Regions from separate parts of the Ovis aries genome. Here region 2 is linked to region 1. Evidence: chromatin contacts called from public Hi-C data. All regions are on one chromosome and are shown on one strand. Each heading gives the region's core, a stretch centred on a gene start, on an enhancer-like site or on the middle of the called end of the contact. The rest is flanking DNA. Distances are from core to core; before and after follow the strand shown. Region 1 overlaps TBC1D4 (TBC1 domain family member 4). Region 2 holds the start of TBC1D4 (TBC1 domain family member 4).

What was found. A called contact is a pair of places that touch in the nucleus more often than the background predicts.
Region 2: a Hi-C map of tail adipose tissue shows a contact between it and region 1, with 6 times the contacts expected there. The contact joins the promoter of TBC1D4 here to the enhancer-like site in region 1. A contact is called at or near these places in 7 of 16 Hi-C or Micro-C datasets (hypothalamus, mesenteric adipose tissue, muscle and 3 more).

The regions. Positions count from the first base shown.
Region 1 is chr10:51,025,963-51,031,486 of ARS-UI_Ramb_v3.0, reverse strand. The region is part of intron 1 of TBC1D4 (TBC1 domain family member 4); the gene reads left to right. Among named protein-coding and RNA genes, the nearest start is that of TRNAC-GCA, 55 kb to the left of the region's middle. Within about 2 kb of position 3,281, at least 7 of the 54 cell types and tissues checked have an H3K27ac peak or open chromatin away from gene starts, as enhancers often do. A contact at or near this core is called in tail adipose tissue, where this site is marked.
Region 2 is chr10:51,134,485-51,140,008 of ARS-UI_Ramb_v3.0, reverse strand. It overlaps TBC1D4 (TBC1 domain family member 4), which reads left to right and starts at 3,070. Exons shown (of 19, transcript XM_027973696.3): 1 at 3,070-4,239. The coding sequence starts at 3,742.

The sequences.
Region 1 (5,524 bases), core at 2,032-4,531:
AGTCAACTCTTCTCATGAGGTGGCCAAAGTACTGGAGTTTCAGCTTTAGCATCATTCCTTCCAAAAGAAATCCCAGGGCTGATCTCCTTCAGAATGGACTGGTTAGATCTCCTTGCAGTCCAAGGGACTCTCAAGAGTCTTCTCCAACACCACAGTTCAAAAGCATCAATTCTTCGGCACTCAGCCTTCTTTACAGTCCAAGTCTCACATCCATACATGACCACAGGAAAAACCATAGCCTTGACTAGATGGACCTTTGTTGGCAAAGTAATGTTTCTGCTTTTCAATATGTTGTCTAGGTTGGTCATAACTTTTCTTCCAAGGAGTAAGTGTCTTTTAATTTCAGGCTGAAATCACTATCTGCAGTGATTTTGGAGCCCCCAAAAATAAAGTCTGACACTGTTTCCACTGTTTCCCCATCTATTTCCCATGAAGTGATGGGACCAGATGCCACGATCTTCGTTTTCTGAATGTTGAGCTTTAAGCCAACTTTTTCACTCTCCTCTTTCACTTTCATCAAGAGGCTTTTTAGTTCCTCTTCACTTTCTGCCATAAGGGTGGTGTCATCTGCATATCTGAGGTTATTGCTATTTCTTCTGGCAAACTTGATTCTAGCTTGTGCTTCTTCCAGCCCAGCGTTTCTCATGATGTACTCTGCATATAAGTTCAATAAGGGTGACAATATACAGCCTTGACGTACTCCTTTTCCTATTTGGAACCAGTCTGTTGTTCCATGTCCAGTTCTAACTGTTGCTTCCTGACCTGCATATAGGTTTCTCAAGAGGCAGGTCAGGTGATCTGGTATCCCCATCTCTTTCAGAATTTTCCACAGTTTATTGTGATCCACACAGTCAAAGGCTTTGGCATAGTCAATAAAGCAGAAATAGATGTTTTTCTGGAACTCTCTTTTTCCATAATCCAGCGGATGTTGGCATTTTGTGTTACTCTAGACTAATTTTCTCCAGTGAAGTGATATGGCCACCTGTTTTACCAGACTAACTTCCTCAACAGCTCAAGAACTCACATGGAAAACAGTTGTATGAATATCTCACCTCCTGTTTGAGAAATACTAGGGAGTTACTCAGATTGACCTGACTTGGGTCACGTGCCCAACCCTATATCTGTCACTGGATCCACTGAGATTAAATGCTCTTCACTGTGGTCTGCTTTGTGGGGGGTTTGGAGATTGGGCTCGGGAAGGGTGCAAACATTGACAGCATCCACTAGAACCATTTGTTCTAAATTGAGGTGGGTGCTATTTAGATAAAACAGTGCCTATTTCAGCTGATAAATGATAAGAATCATCTTTTTCTTGAAAGCCATCACATGTATGAAAAATGAGGACTAATAGTATGAGGACTGCTAGTTTGCTTTGAGTTTGCTTTCTGACTTTGAAGTTGTGAATTTTTGCAAGGTAGATCCCATGGAAAATTTTGATGAAAAATAATTCTGGCCAATTATCACAGTATACAAGCTAATTATTAGTTGCCACCAAACAGATTTCTTTCATTTCTTTTATCTGCAGTCAAGTTGATTATAATGTCAGCCACGAAGCATTGCTGTAAGTATTAATCTTTTTGAAATAGATATGAAAATGCATTTGGGATATTAAAAAAATTAAGACTATTATCACATGAAGAATATTTCAGTGCCAAACCTTCTATTTAGAATTCTCAAATGAGGGTTTCCTTCAAAGAATTACAATTTACCAGTTAAATGTTTTACATACATGAAATCTGGTAAGTGAAAATAATTTTGGGGGTAGAGGCTTTGAGTTACCAATGTTTACTTGAAATCGTAACAAATTTATGAAAGATCAATTAATTGAAAGGTAACAGTGTCATGTGATTGAGTTCTGAAGGGGAGAGGAGATATCTGTCCACAGGTCATGTCCAGGGGTGGGTAGGACTGTGCTTCTGCTGGGTAAAGGCTAATCATGTCACAGTGCACTCATCCACGTGGTTTCAAGTAATCTGGTGACATTTCAGAGACCTCAAAGGTAAACGGTTATGTTTGGGGAGTACTATATTTGTTAATCTGATTTTAAGTCAGATGCCTGTAAGGTGCATAGTCAGAAAGTGTTCCTTCTCTAGGTCTGAAAGACTCAAGCTTTTCATTGTTTTCTGCAATCAAAGATGGCAGGATGCTGGAGTGGTTTGCATCCCCTTAATCATTACATGAATTTGAGCAAACTTGGGGAGACAGTGAAGGACAGGGAAGCCTGGCTTGCTGCAGTCCATGGAGTCACCAAAAGTTGGGCATGACTTAGCGGCAGAACAACAGCAATCATTATATGGTTTCCTTTGGTATCGTTTAGGCAGATCACACAAAGAAGGGCAAGGGGGAGATCTTTGATATTTACTGAACAAAGAAGCGTATCTTTAAACAGCTTGTATCAGCTCTGAAAAAAATTTTTTTTCTGGTACAACACTTTTCTAGGTACAATCACCATGTCCTTAACAGAGAAAGAAGGAATGACTGTCCCAAAGGCAAGTCTTGATGCAAGATTTTATTGTACTAATTTTTCATTTCTCCGAGAGAAAGAGTGCCTAATGACGCTCTGTTTTCAGGAGTTTGCCTCCACTGGGAGGGTTGGAGAGCAAAGGGAGCGTTCCAAGATGTACAGTTGCTACGCGGAGAGACAGTTGCTATGTGGAGACATGCTTTTCCTTTCATCCACAGAGAGGACAAGTCAGATCAGAGATCCAGCATCTGGTTGCTTGTTGTTTTTGACTGTGCTGGGTCTTCCTCACTGTGCACAGGCTTAGTTGCTGTCTGTGAACTCAGTTGCAGCATGTAGGATCATAGTTCCCTGACCAGGGATAGAACCTGGGCCCTCTGTATGGGGAATGTGGAACTTTAGCCACTGGGCCACCAGGGAGGTCCCCTGCGTGCTTGTGATTGCCTGTCCTTCCAGCCTAATTTTGGAGAGTAGCAAACATACATTTTCCTTTTTGTGCTTGAATAGCAGGTGTCTAGGACTTTTTCTTCTTTGTGTAAGGAAGAAATTCGCACATTTAGGGGTTAATGATAAGGTCTACAAGTCACTGATGCCTCTGAACACAAGTTCAAGAATGTTGGATTATTCTCCTTCGCAAGATGCTCATTCATCACTGCTGTGGGGTATAAATATCTGAAGTAATAAGGAAGGCCAGGACAAAAATAGGTTTCTGAGAAACTCATGACACTTTTTGCTTTTTGATAACATTACAGCTTTATCGTTTAATCTCAGCTGGAGCTGGTCCCGTCCAGGTCCCTCTGGGTTTAACCTCTTGTCTCTGGCCTCTTTTCCAGAGTTCGTTCTGTTTCACAACCCAGCATTGCTCAGAAAAGCTCTCTTCTCAAGAGTTCAGACGTTTCATAAGTTAAAACCACTTATCAAGTGTCCAGCTTTAGCGTTTTGTTTAGATGACTATACTTTCATATGTTACGATAAAGAACCAAGACATATCTTTTTTATTAGGTTTATTATGTCCTGTTTGAAAATATCTAACAGATTAAATGTTTTGAAGGGTTGATATTGACATACTCTAATTTTTTCAGTTTATTAACTTATTAATATATCTAATCAGTTAAAATTCCAGTTAATTTACTAGCCAGTGGTTAATATTTTAAGACTAAAATGAGAGCAGTGGTAATAAATGGTATTTCATAAACAGTGGTATTTTCCAGTATTATAAAAAACTTAAAATTTTTTCCTTTGTTTTTGGCTTAGGTAAACTAGTTCGTGAGGGAAAGCTCCCTCTAGTGTTTATTGTAGTAAATACAAATGATGTTGAACTGTGTACTTTTTGAAAACAGATTTTATTTCTTTAGGGCAATTTAAAGATTTGCAATGTAAGGTCCAGAGATTCCTGTACGCCCCTGCCTCACCACATTCATAGGCTCCTCCCTGTCAGCATCACTTATCAGAACTGTCCGTTTGTGCCTACACTGATACATCATAGTCCCCCAAGTCCCCAGTTTACCTTAGGCCTCACTCTTGGTGTTGTACATTTCAGGTTTCGACACATTTATAATGACATACACCCACCATTACGGTCTCACACAAAGTATTTTCACTGTTGTAAAACTCTCTGTGCTTTGTCTCCACTATCTCCATTCCTGCAACCATTGAAACTTTGTATTGCCCCCATAGTCTTTGCCTTTTCTAAAGCATCATATAATTGAAATCATGCAACAGGTAGCCTTTTCAGATTGGCTTCTTTCACTTAGTAATATGCTTTTAAATTTCTTCCATGTCTTTTCATAGCCTGATGGCTCATTTCTTTTTAGCCCTGAATAACATTTCAATGTCTGAATGTACGACAGTTTAATTTATTCATTCACCTACTTAAGGACATCTTGGTTGCTTCCAAGTTCTGGTAATTTTGAATACACCTACTTAAAACATCAGTGTGCCAGTTTTTGTGTTGGTATAAGTTTTCAATTCCTAAATACCAAGGAGCAAGGTTGCTGGATTGTATAGTAAGAGTAGTCTTGTAAAAAGAAACCCAATATATTGGATTTCCCTGATGGCTCACTGGTAAAGAATCTGCCAGCCAATGCAGGAGACATGGGTTCGATCCCTGGTTCATGAAGATACAACATGCCCTGGAGCAACTAAGCTCACATGCCACAATTATCGAGCCTGTTCTCTAGAGCTGAGGACCTGCAGCTACTGAAGTCCGCACCCTGCCTGGAGCCTGTGCTCCACAACAAGAGAAGCCAGCACTTTGCAACTAAAGATTAGTCCCTGCTTGCTGCAGCTAGAGAAAAGCCTGCACAGCAACAAAGACCCAGGGCAGCCAATAAATAAGTAAAATTATTTTTTAAAAAAGTATGTTTCGTTTTGCAAGAAATCACCAAACTCTCTTCCAAAGTGAGTGAACCATTTTTCACTCCCACCACCAGTGTATGGAAAGTTCCTTTTGCTCCATATCCTCATAGCATTTGGTGTTGTTAGTGTTCCAGATTTTGGCCATTCTATTAGGTGTGTAGTGGTATCTTGTTTTCATTTGTATTTCTCTGATGACATATGCTGTGGAGTATCTTTTCATAATGCGTATTTGACATCTGAATATCTTTTGGAGGGAGATGTCTGTCAAGGTGTTTAGTTTATGTTTTAATCAGGTCTTCTTTTATTGTTGAGTTTTAAGAGTCCTTTGTATATTGTTGACAAAGGTCCATCTAATCAAGGTTACGGTTTTTCCAGTAGTCATGTATGGATGTGAGAGTTGGACTATAAAGAAAGCTGAGTGCCAAAGAATTGATACTTTTGAACTGCGGTGTTGGAGAAGACTCTTGAAAGTCCCTTGGACTGCAAGGAGATCCAACCAGTCCATCCTAAAGGAAATCAGTCCTGGGTGTTCATTGGAGGGACTGATGTTGAAGCTGAAACTCCAGTACTTTGGCCACCTGATGCAAAGAGCTGACTCATTTGAAAAGACCCTGATGCTGGGAAAGATTGAGGGTGGGGAGGAGAAGGGAACGACAGAGGATGAGATGGTTGGATGGCATCACCGACTCAATGGACATAAGTTTG
Region 2 (5,524 bases), core at 1,821-4,320, 110 kb before region 1:
TATTGTAAAGTAATTAGCCTCCAATTAAAATAAGTAAAGTTCTATTAAAAAATTAAATAAAGATAGCCAGACTTAAAAAAAAAAGGAACCTTCTTTTTTTAAAAAATAATTAGAATGGTTAGATTTTCCCTAGAATGTTTTTTGTGTTCCTTGGAAATATATTGACTGCATATAAAAGGGTGAGAAATCTCTGTACCAGCTCTGAACTGGGTAGATACAGTGAATAAAATGGAACTTTTCCATATTTTAAGAAATCGGCTGCACTAAAAGCTACGAAGATGCATGTTTGTCTTACCATGTTACATCTTAAAGTGAAATTGGAGTTAAAAATACTTTATTGTGACTGTGTTTGCATGCAGTTTGCATGCAACTCTGTTTCCTTTCAGAGAAGTTGTAAAGCAAAATAAGTAGAGGGAGATTTTTAAAAAGATAATTCTAAAATACTATTGACAAGTAGTGCAGGTGGCTTTGACTTGAGCAGTGACTGTTGATCAGCCATCCTAGGGCAGGTGGGGGGTGCAGTTCTGAAGAGGAGGCAGGAACTATGTTCACCTTGGACATGGGCTAGGTAGAAGCATGGGTGGAAGTGGCAGTGCTGGCCCTATAGGAAGATTCGGAGCATTTTCTGCTTTGTCATCAACAGGCTGCTGGAGGATGTCACGGCTTTCACCTGAAAGCATGTGAGAGCATATCTGAAGACCAGAACCAAGCTCTGGTGGATCAAACCTGGGTCTCCTGCATTGCAGGCAGATTCTTTACTGTCTGAGCCCCCTGGGAAGCTGCAAGATGAACAATAAAGTGTGCATGTTAGTGGCTCAGTCACGTCCAACTCTTTGCAATCCCATGGACTGTAGCCCACCAGGCTCCTCTGTCCACAGGATTCTCAAGAGTACTGGAGTGGGTTGCCATTTCCTTCTCCAGGGATTGAACCCAGGTATCCTGCATATTCTTTACCATCTGAGCCACTGGATGGACAATACACTCATCCAGATAAAAATGTTAGGGGAGACCTCGGAGGAGAAAGTCTTGAATCACCTTCAGCATCCTAGTGGGGAAGGTGATGAGAGCGTGGGCTGTGCCAGAAGTGAGAGGAGAAGGCCAAGGGAATGTTGGTGGAGCGGGTCTGGCAGGTAGAGAAAAGCAAATTGTCCTGAAGGAGGGTTGACGTTTACAGCTGTTGGACTGCACTCAGTTAGTAAGAATGGGTTGACACCTGGAGGAAACTGAAACAGCTCCTCATTTTCTCTATTCTGTTTTTATACGTATTTTTCTTTCACTCATGTAACAGTCTCCCCTGGGCTCCCCTGGTGGCTGAGATGGTAAAGAATTCACCCACAATGTGGGAGACCTGGGTTCCCTCCTTGGGTTGGAAAGATCCCCTGGAGTAACCCACCCCAGTATTCTTGCCTGGAAAATTCCATGGACAGAGGAGCCTGGCAGGCTACAGTCCACTGGGTCCCAAAGAGTTGGTCAGGACTGAGCGACTAAACACAAGCACAGTCTCCCCTAGGGTCAGTGATTGGTGACCTTGATATGGGTGTAGATTGTCAAATGTGTTTGGTTCATAAAAAATAACTTTTGTTTGGAAAATGCTCTCACAAGGGAAATAGGACTTAATCAAAACTTTTTCTAGTTTATTTTTGTAAGTTTGCAGTGTTTTGAAATGTTGGGCAAGGCCTTGTATTTTGCTGTTACCATGTGACCAGATTGTTTTCTGGAATTTTGAAGACTTGGGATCACAATCTTCCAACTTCAGAGGTGCAGTGGAAGGCACTACGTGGAGGTAGTGGGTGAAGAATGTAGGAACGAGACTGCTTTGGATAAGACTGGAAAAAACCAAAAGACAGATGGACATGGAACATGGAGGGAATATAGTTTGGAACTTGAATACCTCTGTGAGAGAAAGGAAGAGAGCAATGTTTTGTGGCATATTGTCTTGTGCACACTGTATAACCTGTCACGTGTGTTTATTTAGACAACCCATTCCAAACAGATATGGGGTAATAATATTTAAGCATTTTGAGTGAGGGGAAGTAGGTTGAGGAGGCAGCAAAGATATAATCTTACAATAACCCTCTCTTAGCTCCTTCCTTGGTGGCTCAGGCAGTAAAGAATCTGCCTACAATACAGGAGACCTACATTCGATCCCTGGGTTGGGAAGATTCCCTGGAGGAGGACATAGCAACCCACTTCATTCTTCTTGCCTGAAGAATCCCCATGGATAGAGGAACCAGGCGGGCTACTGTTGGGTTTGGGAAGAGTCGGATGCAACTGAGTGACTAAGGCAACGCTGACCCTAAAGGACAAAGCAGTTTGAACAGGGAATGATGGAGTACACTTTACTTATGTAATATTCTCAACACAATAGAGACGTTAAGAGAATAGCATCAAAGAGAGAATCTACCAAGAGCCTTAAGAAAGGGGAAAGCGTATCAGAGCCAACAAAGTTCCTTCTAGGTCACCAGGGTAGTAGATCTGATTAGGGCTTGAGGTCAAAATCAAAGGTGTAACAAGTGTTCATTTCCTTTGAAAAACAAAGACCTAAAAAACCTTCCTTTAAAAAAAAATATTCTTTGTTCAGATGACCAAAGCCCCTGTGTGTTAATAAAAGAATCATAAATAAATTTCTTTTGAAACGGAAAAAAAAATCATCATAATTTCGTGATTTAAAACATGAGTGTTTTTTTGAGATTATTAGGAAATAATCAGAAATCATGTAGACTTTAGAAGGAATTGAAACCAAGCAAATATGATTACTTGAAGGAAAAAAAAAGTCTTAGGGTCCCATTGAGAATGGTCCCCTCTCCAGGGGGCAGCAGAGACGCCCAAAAGAAGACGAAGATCTCGGCGACCCGAGAGAGGACGAGTTGGTAGGGGCAGGGCCGGCGCTGGGGAGCAGAACTGCTGCCCGAGGGGCGGGTTGGAGGAGCGGTCGGGGACCGCGGCCGGAAAAAGAGGCAAAGAGGTGACTTCTCAGATAAGCTTTCAGAGACGACGCTCTCCGCCCGCCCGCCCGTCCGGAGGCGGGGTGGCAGCCCGATTAAAGAAGCAGCCAGCCTGGAAGGAAGGAAGAAGCGAGGGAGGGACGGGAACAGTAGGAGGAGGAGCAGCGAGCTGGGCTGCAGCGACCGGAGGAGGAGCGGCCCCGGCGAGGCCACGTTTCGTTTTTGTTATTTTCCACCGAAATAGTTCTCGCAGGCTCTCCAGGAGGACAGATCGCGCCGAAGCCCGGGGGCCCCGACCTTCCAGGTGACAGCCGGTCACCCTGGTAGGAATCAGCTCCGCCCCAAGTCACCCCCTCCCGCCCGCCCACAGCCGGTTCCCCGCCCAGCCTCCCCGTGCCCGCCTGCGGCCAGCGGCGGCCGCAGCGGCTCTGCAGCGCCGGAGAGGGCGGCGAGGGCCCTCGGACCCCGCGGAGCCGCGGACGAGGAACCGGGAGGTCTGACCCCGCGCGCGAGCCCGAGGAAGGAGGATGGCGATTTAACTCGCCCTCTTCAGCCAGTCCTGCTGCCCGGCGCTGCCCGGGTGCCCGCCGCCAAAGCCCGGGAGCCGCGCCCGGAGAAGTGCCGCATGGGGCAGGGCCGCTAGGGCGCGGAGTTCGGGGTCTCGCCGAGTAGGGCGCACGGCCCGGCGCAGCAGTTGGCACAGTTTCGGCGGCGCCTTCAACGCGAGAACTGGGGGGCTGGGGGGCGCGGCGGGCCTCTCCCCCCGCCTCCGTGCCCTCCTCGGGAGGAGTGAGTTATGGAGCCCCCCAGCTGCTTTCAGGATGAGCCGTTCCCGCACCCCCTGGAGCCCGAGCCTGGCGCCCCGGCGCAGCCTGGCCCCGGGAAGCCGAACGACAAAAGGTTCCGGCTGTGGTACGTAGGGGGGTCGTGCCTGGACCGCAGGACCACGCTACCCATGCTGCCCTGGCTCATGGCCGAGATCCGCCGGCGCAGCCAGAAGCCCGAGGCGGGCGGCTGCGGGGCGCCGGCGGCCCGCGAGGTGCTGCTGGTGCTCAGCGCGCCCTTCCTGCGCTGCGTCCCCGCGCCGGGCGTCGGGGCCACTGGGGGCTCCGGCCCGACGGCGGCGCAGCCCAACCCGGCCGTGTTCATCTTCGAGCACAAGGCGCAGCACATCTCGCGCTTCATCCACAACAGCCAGGACCTCACCTACTTTGCTTACCTGATCAAGGCGCAGCCCGACGACCCGGAGTCGCAGATGGCCTGCCACGTTTTCCGCGCTGCAGACCCCAATCAGGCAAGACCGCGCGGCTCCGAGGCCCCGGGGAGGGTCCGACACACCCGGGGGGAGTGGCGGGGCAGCGGGCGCCGGTACCCCACGTTAAGGACAGGCTCGGGCCCCGCTGCTGGCGCGCGCCCTCCACGTGGCGCACTTGAGCGCAGCTGGTCCCGCTCCTCGGACCCCGAGTCCGGGAGCTGGCTTTTGGGTGCGGATGGGGCAGCGGGAGCAGGTGACCCGCAGGAACGAGGACGAGAGAGGGAGGCTGAGTGGCTTCGAGACGGCGGAGGAGCTAGGACGATGCGGGGAGCAGCGCAGGTCCTGGCAGGATCCCGACGTCTTGGGGTGTGACTGGAGAGACGGCATGCCCGGCCTTGGTCGAGTGTGTGAGTGCGTGCAGGTGTGTGTGTGAGTGTACGCGGGAGAGGGTTGGGTTCCTAAAGGCCCCCGCACTCACCCTGGGTCTTGGTCGAGTCCTGTACCTTAGCCCCTTGATGGTTACACCTTCGTCACAGTAACACCTGCAGGTCTCCGATGTGGGAAGATGTTTCAGAGCCCGGTTTAGGGAGAAGTTACTAGACGTTGTCAGATTGTCAGCAAAATACGAACCTGCGTTTAGATGTTGAGCGGAAAGGCTGCTGCTGCTTCTTTTTTTCCCTTTTTGCCGTCTTTTACACACTAATTGGAAACAGAATCAATACCCACTTGGGTGATTTAAAAATCAGTGTCTTAGAAGAGGCGAAAAATGTCTTTTCTAATATAATTTCTCTAGAGTTTACGAAATCGAGGTGCCTGTTACCAAACAGTACGTTTTTACTTCCTTAAGAAACGGACGCAGTCCTTTTTTTCTTCTGGAGAGAGATAGTTAAACAGTTTTTACCACATTTTGGTTGTGTCTTGAAAAAGAGCACCCCTCCCCCCCTTTTTAAACAAATGTGTAAGGAGGTGTTTTTTTTTTTTTTTTTTTTACCGTATCAAAAGTCCCTGAGATGCTGTCATTTTTGAGTTATTTATTTGTTTGGACAAAGTACTTTAGATTCTTTGGGAAAATAGTGATGTCTAAATATAAATCAATAAAGTCCCAGTTGTACTCTGTGGCCAGTTTCTTTAGCAGCTGGCCAATTAATAGTCAGATGAGAAAAACATTCTATAAGTAAGGCTTTAAGCTTTGAAAATTCATATGATACTAGAATATATGAATTTTCAAAAATTAAAGCATCTAGTATCTGTAACAGAGAAGGAAATGGCAACCCACTCCAGTATTCTTGCCTGGAGAATCCCAGGGACAGAGGAGCCTGGTGGG